Regions from separate parts of the Bicyclus anynana genome. Here region 1 is linked to region 2. A link is a contact called in public Hi-C data. All regions are on one chromosome and are shown on one strand. Each heading gives the region's core, a stretch centred on a gene start, on an enhancer-like site or on the middle of the called end of the contact. The rest is flanking DNA. Distances are from core to core; before and after follow the strand shown.

What was found. Hi-C and Micro-C count contacts between places; a contact is called where the count stands out from the background.
Region 1: a Hi-C map of whole larva shows a contact between it and region 2, with 4 times the contacts expected there. The contact joins the enhancer-like site here to the promoter of LOC112051109 in region 2. A contact is called at or near these places in 2 of 2 Hi-C or Micro-C datasets (whole body and whole larva).

What each region holds. Positions count from the first base shown.
Region 1 is chr5:18,013,418-18,019,254 of ilBicAnyn1.1, forward strand. No RefSeq gene overlaps it. Among protein-coding and RNA genes, the nearest start is that of LOC112051359, 38 kb to the left of the region's middle. Within about 2 kb of position 3,399, at least 8 of the 8 cell types and tissues checked have open chromatin away from gene starts, as enhancers often do.
Region 2 is chr5:17,787,712-17,793,778 of ilBicAnyn1.1, forward strand. LOC112051109 (probable DNA replication complex GINS protein PSF2) reads right to left here and starts at 1,862. Exons shown (of 3, transcript XM_024089600.2): 1 at 1,522-1,862; 2 at 264-534. The coding sequence starts at 1,766.

The DNA of each region.
Region 1 (5,837 bases), core at 2,149-4,648, 230 kb after region 2:
TTTGGACTGGAACGGATTTGGCATCAACATCAGTACATCACTCAACTACGTTTTGCCGACGATGTAGATTATGGCAGAGACTCTGGAGGACCTTAGTACCATGCTCAACGACCTCAGCAGAGTTTCTCAACGTGTGGGTCTAAAAATAAACATGAGCAAGACGAAAATCATGTCTAATGCTCATGTACCGTTCCACCCAGTTATTGTTGAGGACTCTGCGCTCGAAATTGTAGACGAATATACCTAGGACACATAGTCCAGTTAGGTAGGTCCAATTTCGAGAAAGAGGTGAATCGCCGAATCCAGCAAGGCTGAGCAGCGTTCGGGAAACTCCACGACATCTTTTCGTCCGCAATTCCTCAGTGCTTGAAGACGAAAGTCTTCGATTAGTGCGTGTTGCCAGTGATGACGTACGGATCCGAGACTTGGTTGCTGACTATGGGCCTTATTAGAAGGCTCAAAGTCACTCAGCGGGCGATGGAGCGAGCTATGTTTGGAGTTTCTCTGCGTGATCCAATCAGGAATGAGGAGATCCGCAGACGAACCAAAGTCACTGACATAGCTCAACAAGTCGCGAGGCTGAAGTGGCAATGGGTGAGCTACATAGTTCGAAGAGCCGATGGACGTTGGGGTCCCAAGGTGCTGGAATGGCGACCCCGCACCGGAAAGCGCAGTGTTGGCCGACCCCCCACTAGGTGGACCGAGAATATCAAGCGGGTTGCAGGGAGCCGCTGGATGCTGGCGGCTCGAGATCGTTTTGTTTGGAGGTCCATGCAAGAGGCCTATGTCCAGCAGTGAACGTCTATCGACTGATAAAGTGAGGTAAGGTAACTCCTATATGACTAGCGGACGCCCGCGACGTGCCCGCACGTGAAAGTCGATGTGAACTTCGACTTTATTCGGTCCTAGGTCGAGCTGTGAAATATTGAATGTAAACTTTCAATATTTCACAGCTCGACCTAGGACCGAATCCATGGTTCCAGGACCTCATGTTCCGAAAGCATATATAAAGCTAACCACTGGACCCACAAAGTTTAAAACATATTACGTTATGTGTTTACTGTTTAGTGCTTCAAGCAGAATGCATCGCTGTCAGCGCTGAAGGGAGCGAAGGGACGCCGGGGAGTTCTACATCACGCTGCATTTACTGTCCGCCCGGGATACTGGGGTTTTAAATTATTATATTGCATTGCAACTCCTATGCAATGCACATAGATGCATTTTAAATAATTGCGGATTGAAAGAAAGATTTATAAGAGTTATAAAAAGGTTATAATATACGTATGCATGCATGCAAAAAATGCATGTTATTATGCGTCGCTCATAGCTGCAACCACGACCACTCTGTCAAGAGTGAACGATCAAGAAGTAGAACGCGGACATACCCTGAAACTAATCCGATTTGGTCGGAGATTTTTTGTTCGATCACAGTTTACAGATCAAGCGCTTGTAAAAATACTAAAAAAATACCTTGTAAACGTTGAAATAACCTTATTGTAATAAACACATTGTGCAGTTTTATATGGCAACGCACTGTCTGTCAAAATGACTACCATCAAACTTTTAAACGCTTTTCTGTACCTTTTCTGTACTGTCCCTACTAATCTAAAATCCGAATTAGCAACGACCTTCACCCATCTGTTTACTGAATGAAAAGTATTCTATATCAAATTAAATCTGTTATATTGTGGACTGATTTGTTTAGGCAAACGAAAATTGGCATATATTTAATTTGATATAAAAGACTTTTCATCAAGTAAACAGATGGGTGAAGATTTTCTTATTTTGAGATCCTCTACTATACAAGTACACCCAAATGCAAACAGATTTATTTTTATTCTTTAAAAGTTAGCCCTTGGCTGCAATATCACCTGTTGGTAAGTGATGATGCAATATAAGATGGAAGCGGGCTAACTTTTAGTAGGAGGATAAAAATCCACCCCCTCTTCGGTTTCTACACGATATCGTACCGGAACGCTTAATCGCTTGGCGCCTCCCTCCAGCCAGACCTGGACCAATTAAGAAAACCTCAATCGGGGATCGAACCCAGAACCTCCGTCTTGTAAATCCATCGCGCTTACCATTGCGCCACTGAGGCCGTCAAATTAATAATAGACAATATACCTAACTAACATACTCGTCCTCGCCTCGCGTTCTAAATTCGAATTAGTGTACTTTGACTGTTGAGGCAGAAAAAACTACTTTGCTTGCTGATTTCACCTAGCAAAAGAAACTTTTCGAAACAAGTGAGATGAAAACAATATTGTATGAATACCAAAGAAGTGTTTGAAGAGTAGATACAAACAAATTTTCAATTAACGATGTAATCTTCACATCCGATTAGGTCAATGTTTTGACGGCGAGATTTATGGCTACCTCGCAACGTAAGCAAATATCTGCTCCATTACCACTGTTTAACTAGTATACAGTCGGGTTGAACATTGATGAAAGACGTTATAAACAGAAATAAAGAGAATCACTCACATATTGTTCGAAAACTGTGCAAAATTAATTGTATTGTTTGTTATAATTAAGTTCAACATTATTACTTTTAGAAAGTAGGCTTAGTTTGTAAGCGCTTTTGAAATTTTACGTTTCTAATAACGTAGAAGATCCAAGTATCAAATTACTTGGGCCTTGCTCATGATATTACCGCCATGTGGAATGTTGAGTCAACTATTATTGTTCCCATAGTTGTTTCAGTCAATGGTCTTATAGCGAAAAGCTTCGACCAACACCATATGAAGCTTTCACATAACTGTTGGATTAAGAGTCGGATACAGAAGGCAGTGATTCTTGAGACGGCGCGTATTATGAGGAGGTTCCTTACTGTAGAGCCCTAACTACCGGTTGCTTGGGCACTCAAATGTCCTGCAGCGGGAGGGATTATTTTTTTTATAAATTTTAGTAGTTTTTTGTATGTGTGCTTAATTTTAAATAAGTTTGTTAAATGGTGGTAAACAAAAAAAATAAACCTTGGCTGAGTTTTTTGTGGGCTTTTCTCGGACCAAGGCGCATTTGGAACCCTCGTAACTTTAATTTTAAGTTTTCGACTATTATTACCACCATTAGAATTGAATTAAATTATTACATAATCCTGACATTTCAAAAGTGCTTGTAAACTAAGCCTAATTGAAATAAATGAATTTTGAATTTATGTTTAGCACGCTGTTTAAACTTTATTTTATTTTTTATTTATTTATTTTTACGCTGTTTAAATGCGTGTTTTGGCATCTCCAAGATTCCTTACGAGATCTTATTAAAGATGGGTTTATTCGACCCTTCGAATTAATACATTGTCAATATAATAAGTTTTGAGAAAAAAACATGTTACCGTACTACAAGCTTGCTAATCAGCGCAAACCTGCTGTGCACGCGCATAGCGTAGGACGCCATCTATCCGTCGGCGGCCCGCATTACACCTTTCACGTTGTGCCTCGTGCGAGATAGATGGCAGCGCGCGACAACTGATTTATCACCTGCCGACGTTTTTATACGATCCCGTGTAATCCGTCTATTTTATTTAATAAAATTATTGTATAAAGATATTTTTTTATCATAATTAATAGTTTTTTAAAAAAGAAAAAGTAACATTGAAGATGTATTTTATCCCGGTGTTATGAAAAACTAAAATAAGTAAGAAAATTACGTACTATGGGTATTATTTACCCATTACAACTGTAAACAAGTAAAAGACGAAGAGTCAATAATATATTGCCAATGTGATATGTAGAGTAAAGTTGCCCCCAAGGATATAATACAGTCATAATTAACGCAAGTGTACGACTTACGTACTTTGTAGTGGTACAAAATAGTATAGTAAGCCCTACAATACATCATCATCATCATCATCATCATCATCGTCATGTCAGCCAATGGACGTCCACTGCAGGACATAGGCCTTTTTTAGGGACTTCCAAACATCACGATACTGAGCCGCCTGCATCCAGCAAATACCTGCGACTCGCTTGATGTCGATTAGGTAGGTATTATTTAGAGACTGAACACAGCAAAGCTGCTTGGTGGCAGCAATACTTCTCCGGACAACGTCCATTAAAAATGCTCTACTAATAAAAACAATAATTACAATGTTAATAGGTGCGCAAAAATTTTATTTATTAGCATTGCTTATAAAAAAAATACTAAACAAATATCTATACCAACGTAAACACTGAGTGTGTTGTTAAAAAAACTAAACTTTGATATATCCGGGATTCATTACAAATTGAAGCAAATGAATTGTCGAAAGATTTATTCTGTTGGTGTTTTGTTTGATACGACGCGGATTGATCAGATTCATTACAGATTAATTTGTTTATTTGAAAGTTTGGAACTATAATTAATTAGCTGTTAGATGTAGCTGTTTTAACGTTGCGTATCGGAGATTCTGAGCGTGTGATTGAAATGTTACAGTTTTGTATGAAAGGAACTGAAATGTAATGATTTAAGAAGTGTTTAGATTTTTAATTCAATGACAAGCGCTATCTTATCTAAGATGGAAGCGGGCTTAATTGGAAGTTATTCTAACTACACCACTGACGGTTTCCACGTGGTATACCGGATCACTTTGCGGTATTCGTCACGGCTGATGACTACCAACAAACATGACTCGAGCCAATTTTCAAGTTTATTCTACCCTCAACAGCTTTTGATTGGCAGTACCTACTTCTTTGGCGATAAGATGGTAACTAGCTACGGCCCAAGCCACCACCAGACCAGACTTGATTCAATTTTTTTATAATAATAATAATAATAATAATAGCCTTTATTCCAATAACCAAATTACAAAAATACAAATTACAAATACATAATAATACAAATTACAATACAAATTACAATACAAATGATACAAATATGTCAATATGCAATAAACAAATGTCAATATAAAATCAAATTATTATTAACGTCAATTTGGTAATACTCGTATTTTATTCTATTTTCTTTGTCTATATTATATTATGATGTCAATTTAATAATTTACGATTATAAGTATGTCAGTGTTTTTATGTTGTTATTGGAGCACCCAGTTTTGGGTATAGGCCTCCTCCATCTTTTTCCATTCAATTTTATCTCTCGCAAGTCTAGTCCAATTTATACCCGCCGTGTCAGTGAGGTCGTCGCGCCAGCGGCGCCGCGGTCTGCCTCTCGGTCGGCACTTATCGCGTGGGTACCAGTGAAGCAGCTTTTCCGTCCATCGTCCATCCGTAACTCTTGCGATATGGCCTGCCCAACGCCATTTAAGGAGACATGCTAGTTTTGCCGCGTCAATTATTTTTGTCTTACGTCGAATACATTTGTTTTTAATTTTATCTTTCAGCTTTAGGCCTAGCATGCTCCTTTCCATTGTTCTTTGGGTTACTTGTATTTTATTGATTATTTCCCTAGTGATCGGCCAGGTTTGACAGCCATAGAGTAACGTAGGTGTCACTACCGAATCCATTACTTTCTTTTTAAGTTTTATGTCCATTTTTGATTTAAAAATATGTTTCATGGACCAATAAGAAGACCAAGCTTTTTTGATTCTCCTTTGTATTTCTTCAACATAATGTCCTTTGAACGTCATGTTTTGCCCTAAATAAACATATTCATCTACGTATTTTATGTTGATACCTTTTATTAGGATAGTTTTTTGGTCTCCATTTGTCATTACGCATGTTTTTGCAGGGTTCACTCAATTTTAGTATATATAAAATTTTAATTGACTCAGATATGTGCCTGTAGCCAATTCGCACGTTGATTATCTTTGTCTTCAAACGCTAACGCTTAGAAAATTAAAAAATGAATGGGAATGACATTCACAATCGACAGGTTGCCCATACATTTTGTTAATTTTCGAA
Region 2 (6,067 bases), core at 612-3,111:
CAAAAGTATCCAATTAAAGAAATAATACTTGTTATAAAGAATATTAGAATATATCACGAGTAGATACTCCACCAGGCACTTTGTTAGTTGACATATACCAAATTGAGATTCTATGTAACAAATGTCATCCAATGCCTATTGACAACCCTTTGTGGATATCATACAGTAGGTACTTAGATGACATTTCTCAGTTGAATTGATGTTTATGTTAATTGGTTGTAAATAAAGACCAAACTAGTGAATAAGTCAGCTAGTAAAATTACCATTTTAATTCTGTAAAGCTCATCCATAGCAGCAGGCAGTAATGGCTTAACCGAGTTAATCTCCATCATGGTCAGGTGATCCAGTCTACCATAGGAACCCCCAGATTTCATCAAAGCGTCCATGGAGGTCCTCAGTTTTGACATCCGAATATCCCATATATCTTTAATGATAGTTTTGATTTCTGCAGCACGAGGAATGTCTTCGGAAGCTGCTCCTAATATTAGCTTTGCTTCAACCATGTAGTGCTCATTAGGCATTTTTGTAAAGAACCTGCAATATTATTGTATTTTTTAATTTTAAAAAAAATTATAAATAGTCACCAACTGATTTCATTACTTGTTTCATAATAAAAATAATAATAATAATAAAAGCTTTTTTTTCCCATTTAGGTAGTACACAGTATCTTAAAACTATTCTAACTAATCTATATGTATATTCCCCCTTCGGGTGTAAGCCTCCTCCATATTACTTCATATTACTTGTTTTGTTACTTAAAAAATATTCTACATATCTATACTAATAATAAATCTGTAGGAAGTCAATTCTGTACATGAAATATATTTCCAAAATAACTATCAGGGGGTGATTATTGAGATATTGATGCCAAAAATGCAATCAGTAAATTTTTGTCTGTCTGTATGTTCAATAAAGAAACTACTCCACGGATTTTAAGGAAACTTGGTACAATTATTCTTCACACTCCTACTGATCGTAGTGTGATTAAACTGTCAGTTTAATCACACTATCAATCAATAGGAGCAGAGCATTGATGGGAAATGTTGGGAAAAACGGTAGAAGTTCCACTCCATTTTTACAGCGATACTACTGTTGGGGCTGGATTAAAGAGGTCTGCTAGTCTTTAATGGTTCTGTTCATAGGAGTAGGTACAACAATAGTGCAGTGCATGCCCATGACCTCTAGGTATTCAGTACAGCTACATAAGTTCAAATTAATTTTAATCAAGATTTTCATAAACCATGCACATAGTAAAGCACAGAACATAGTGTTAATGAAGCAAAATATCTCAGCTGGGTTATTTTTTAACAACAAACAAAAATTTGTTTACTAACAATTTTTATTTGTTGGTAAACAGTAGTATTGTTGACTTATGCGTAGATGCATCCAACTCAAATTAAAACGTAGGCTTAGTTTACAATCACTTTTGAAACATCAAGTTGTAACTATTGATAGTCTCTACCACTGGTTTGGAAGGCAGGTCATGTCGAGAAGAACCGTCATATCGATATATAGACTAACCTCGATCGCTTTTCTTCCTCTTTGATATTCTCCAAAACATCCAAATCCATCCAATCTGGCGGGACCAAGCGACATTTCTGTTTCTGCTTCAGCATCACAGCTAACCAGAGGGGCACATTCATCGGTAAACCAGCTCGAAACGGCCCGAATTCACCGCATATCAAATATATCTTGTCGTATGAAAAATTTGGTATTATGCTCACGATCCTGTTCTCTCCTATGAACTCGATTTCGTATGGATCCATTATCGTTAGTTTATACACAAAATAAATAAAAGCAAAAAGTTCTTTTTTCTAAAATCAATTAACAACAAGTTGTCAAAACAAAAAACCGCGGGAATTAGTGCACACTGCACTGTGCAGTGCTAACTGTCAAATGTCAAAGTCAAAGTCAAAGAATATATTACTACTCTGTGGTGAGGTCATTACAAAATTGTAAATAATTAACTTTTTCAATCATTAATCCATTTATTTTTATTATGATAATAAAATTGCTGTTTTTTTTAGATTACGTACGTTATTATTATTGTTAGAAACAATCAAACAAAACGTTTTAGAACTGCCATCTAGTATGAGTTATTAAAACTACATTAAAATTGACGCTTGAGTCTTTATACTTATTTTACACACTATATGCTAGATGGCTCTTTCTAAAATACAAATAAAAAAATTCAATCATAGTTCAAAGGTACCTAATCGGAAAAAACAATAAAAGTATCATAATCTCGTTTATTTAATGTATATGTAACTGTGTAAACATATATCTTAATACTGTGTTGGCTAATACTTTTTTATAGCATGCAATTCAGCATAAAAAAGTTTAATAGGTAAATTATAAAACGTCCTGAGTTAGACGTACGAGTTTTAAAATTATTCGATAGATGGCAGTTATTAATGAAAAATTAAGTTTCGAGTAAGAGAAAAGAAAAGTTCCGATCTAATTAATAACTTTTAACTGTTTTACCCATAGATGTACAAAAATAAATACAGCTTAGTTAACAGCAAATAAAAGTCAAGTATAACATTATTGCCCGCGTTATAAAATAGGCATACTCTTAAGTCACAGACTTTGGAGTAGCAACTTCCAATCAACAGTAGCATAATTAGGTATTAAGACTAACTTAAGTAATTTGACCGATAAAAAATTGAAGAAAATACATGGACATCAATTAAAATGAGCGATGGGCACATACAAATGTCAGTATAAGAAGGTCGAAACTTGAGGCGATCGATGCAAATCGTTTTGGCAAAGTGCAAACTCCTAATTACTAGCAGTAAATTAGGGTGGCTGGTTGACAAGTCAGACGGGTGTTATTTATTGTGTCCGCCGTCAGAGAGGGTCTGGAGATCTCAGCATGAGACTTATTTTTATTGTAGGATAGCTACAGTTGTATCAATTTCATTAACTTGGGTTAAGAACCAAAAGCGACAATAATGTCCTCTTGACTGAATTTCAGCCAGGACTGCTAATATCAAGTTGACAGAAATGCAGAGAATAATAATACCATAAGAAAAAAAGACAGGTAGGTATTTCTATACTTTTGACCTTCGCCGCGCTGTTTAAACGCTTTCACTGTATATTTTTGTGTTTTAGTTCTAAAGGAGTTTCTTAGTTGATTCATTAAGTAAGTAACTCTTGTAATGACCACTTTTAACGGCCCACTACCTATAGTGGGCCTTTAAAAGAGAGATATATGGCCTCCCTCCAAATAATAGAATGGATAATTAGCCTCTCTCATAAATGAATGAGTCTACGCACCATATTAGATAGGAGATCAGATTCATCACACTTCTCCAATGCTGAATGTTCCTGAAAAAATAGTCTTGATAAATTGACACAATTTCTTTATAAAAATAAATATTTTAAAAATACGATCAATACCTACTAGCGGACGCCCTCAACTTCGTCCGCGTGAAATTCAGTTTTTCGCAAATCCCATGGGAACCATTAATTTTTCCGGGATGAAAAATGATGATGCCTATGTTAATCCAAATCCAGCCAAATCTATTCAGTAGTTGCGGTTTTAAAGAATAACAAACATCCATATTAACTTTCGCGTTTATAATATTAGAAGAATTTCCCATCCTAATCCTAACTCCTAGTCCTAACACTATCTTAGGACTATCGCACTCATGACATCTCGATGAAAAGCTCGAGCCTTTTCACATAAGTATAACCATCGATGTATAAAACTAAAATAGGAATAAATATTAAAATACGAATAGTAAACCGCGTGCCCTGTAAAACCTTATATTAAGATAGGAGTTTTTAAACTGCATGCCCTGTACTACAGTACTGATAAAACTATTACATGTAATATCTCGCTAACGACGGCAGTTAGCCCAAGTGAGTGGAACTTGTTATCAGCGGGCCCATGGAGCTAATTACTGCGCTAAGTGAATGCTTAAGTGCGGCCAAATTACAGAAATTACAGATTTGGATACTTGAAGATACCGTGCGGCCGGCTAACTTTGCCACCTTATTCCAGTGGTTGTAAACCTTTTATTCAAAAGGTAAATCTCAAAAATCTTAAAAAATTTAAAACCTTTTAAAATCTCTTAATCTTGGATCGGGAATCGGATTCGTCTTCCTAGTAAAGGAGTGAAAAAGGATCTGCAAAATATTGTAAATTATAATTATCATTTAAAAAAAAAAAGCGCAACTGCCGTGAGCTTTGGCGATTCTACTCATCAGATTATGCTTGTAAGTCATAGTCATTACAAAAATAACAGATAAACTTGACTTATCAAAAGACGTGCTTGTAATATGGTATTTTGCTATTGATGGAAACTCAATTTACGAGTACAATAAAACAAACATTAGATAGATAATTAGATTAACAATGAAATTTTTTCACAAATACTTTACCTATTAGAGCAAGAGCCCACGACAGCCAGACCTTCGTTATTTTATAAAAGTTGAAAGTTTCTCTGTAGATGTCTCCTATACAGGTAAGAACGACCAGCGACTATAAAGTTTGGGTTGTGGTTACCTGGGCAGGTAACAGGTAGTAAAGGTGTATAAAATAGTACTTGAAATTCGTTAAAGTATAAATCTCAATTTTTTAATATTTCCTTCAGGATAACTTTAAAAATCTCGTCATCCATTGCCGGACACTTATGACAGTTGCTACCCCCTGCCAGACACCCCTAAACTTTAATAAATTATAATTATACTTTCGTTATAGTATAAAAGCTAAATTTTATATATGTTACTTGGGGACTTATAAAAAGATGTTACCTCAATAGCCGGACAGTTTTCGTGGTTTTTACATCTTGCCAGACACATCAAAAGTCCACTATAGGTGCGAGCGCGGGGTAACATTTGGATGGCGCTATTTGTAAGACAGATAAATCTGCTCTGATGAAATGTCTAGAGAAAGAGGTCCAGCATGAGCAACCACATCATATAGATGTTATAATAATTGACGGTTTCTTCCTACTGCATACAATGAAAAATGTTCCATAAACATTTGGAAATATTTAAAAAAAATTGTTGCAAATGGCTACTCAATTTCAAGCTTCGAGAATTGATGTGATTTTTGATCAATATTTTACTCCATCGATCAAAGATTATGTGCATTCCCAACGGTTAGAATCTGCGCTATTGGAATACTCTATAACTGGGCCCGAACAAATTCGACCAAGTGATTTCGCAAAAGAGTTGAAAAATTTAAATTTCAAAGAAGCTTTAGTTGATTTTTTTATTTCACATTGGGCTACTGATGAAGTGGTGCCATTTATTGGCAACAAACAATATACATCAATTTCAGAAAGTGTCATTCTTTTACTGTTGATAATTGCAACAAAGTTGTCTCAAGGATTGATGAAGAGTTGTCATGCCCAGCACACGAGGAAGCAGATACAAAGAGAGTATATCATGCATGTAACATCAACTATCCAGCAGAAATAGTAATAAGAAGTGCTGATACCGATATTGCGGCTATAATGCTTGGTAACATGCATCACCTTAAAAGTGATTCGGTTGTTTGGATGCTTACAGGCACTGGAATTAATTTAAGGTTTGTGGACCTAACCAAAATACATGCAGAGTTGTGACTGTTAACTTGTCAGAGCTTACCTGGATTTCATGCCATCACAGGTTGTGATTTTAATCCTGCGCTCTTCAGAAAAGGAAAATTAAAACCGTATAAGATATTAAAAAAAGATCCAGAGTACCAGGAAGCTTTCAAGAACTTCGGCAACAACGAATTAATTAAAAATTTAAATCATCAACAAAATATCTTTTATATTATTCAAAGATTTATATGCAATGTCTATAATGTCCCTAATGTAATTGATGTTGATGCCGCTAGACTTCAAATATTCATCGACTCGTACACAGTCTCCGATGTAATGATGTTGACGCTAGCAACCTACCACCTTGCAAAAGCGAACTACTGCAGCAATTTCTGCGAGCAAATTATATATGTACAATTTGGAATAATGCTCATTTAAAAAATCCAACCACATATCAACCAGAAAATAATGGCTGGGTATTAAAAGATGACAAATACCAGTTCAAATGGTTTGAAAGGGAACTGCCG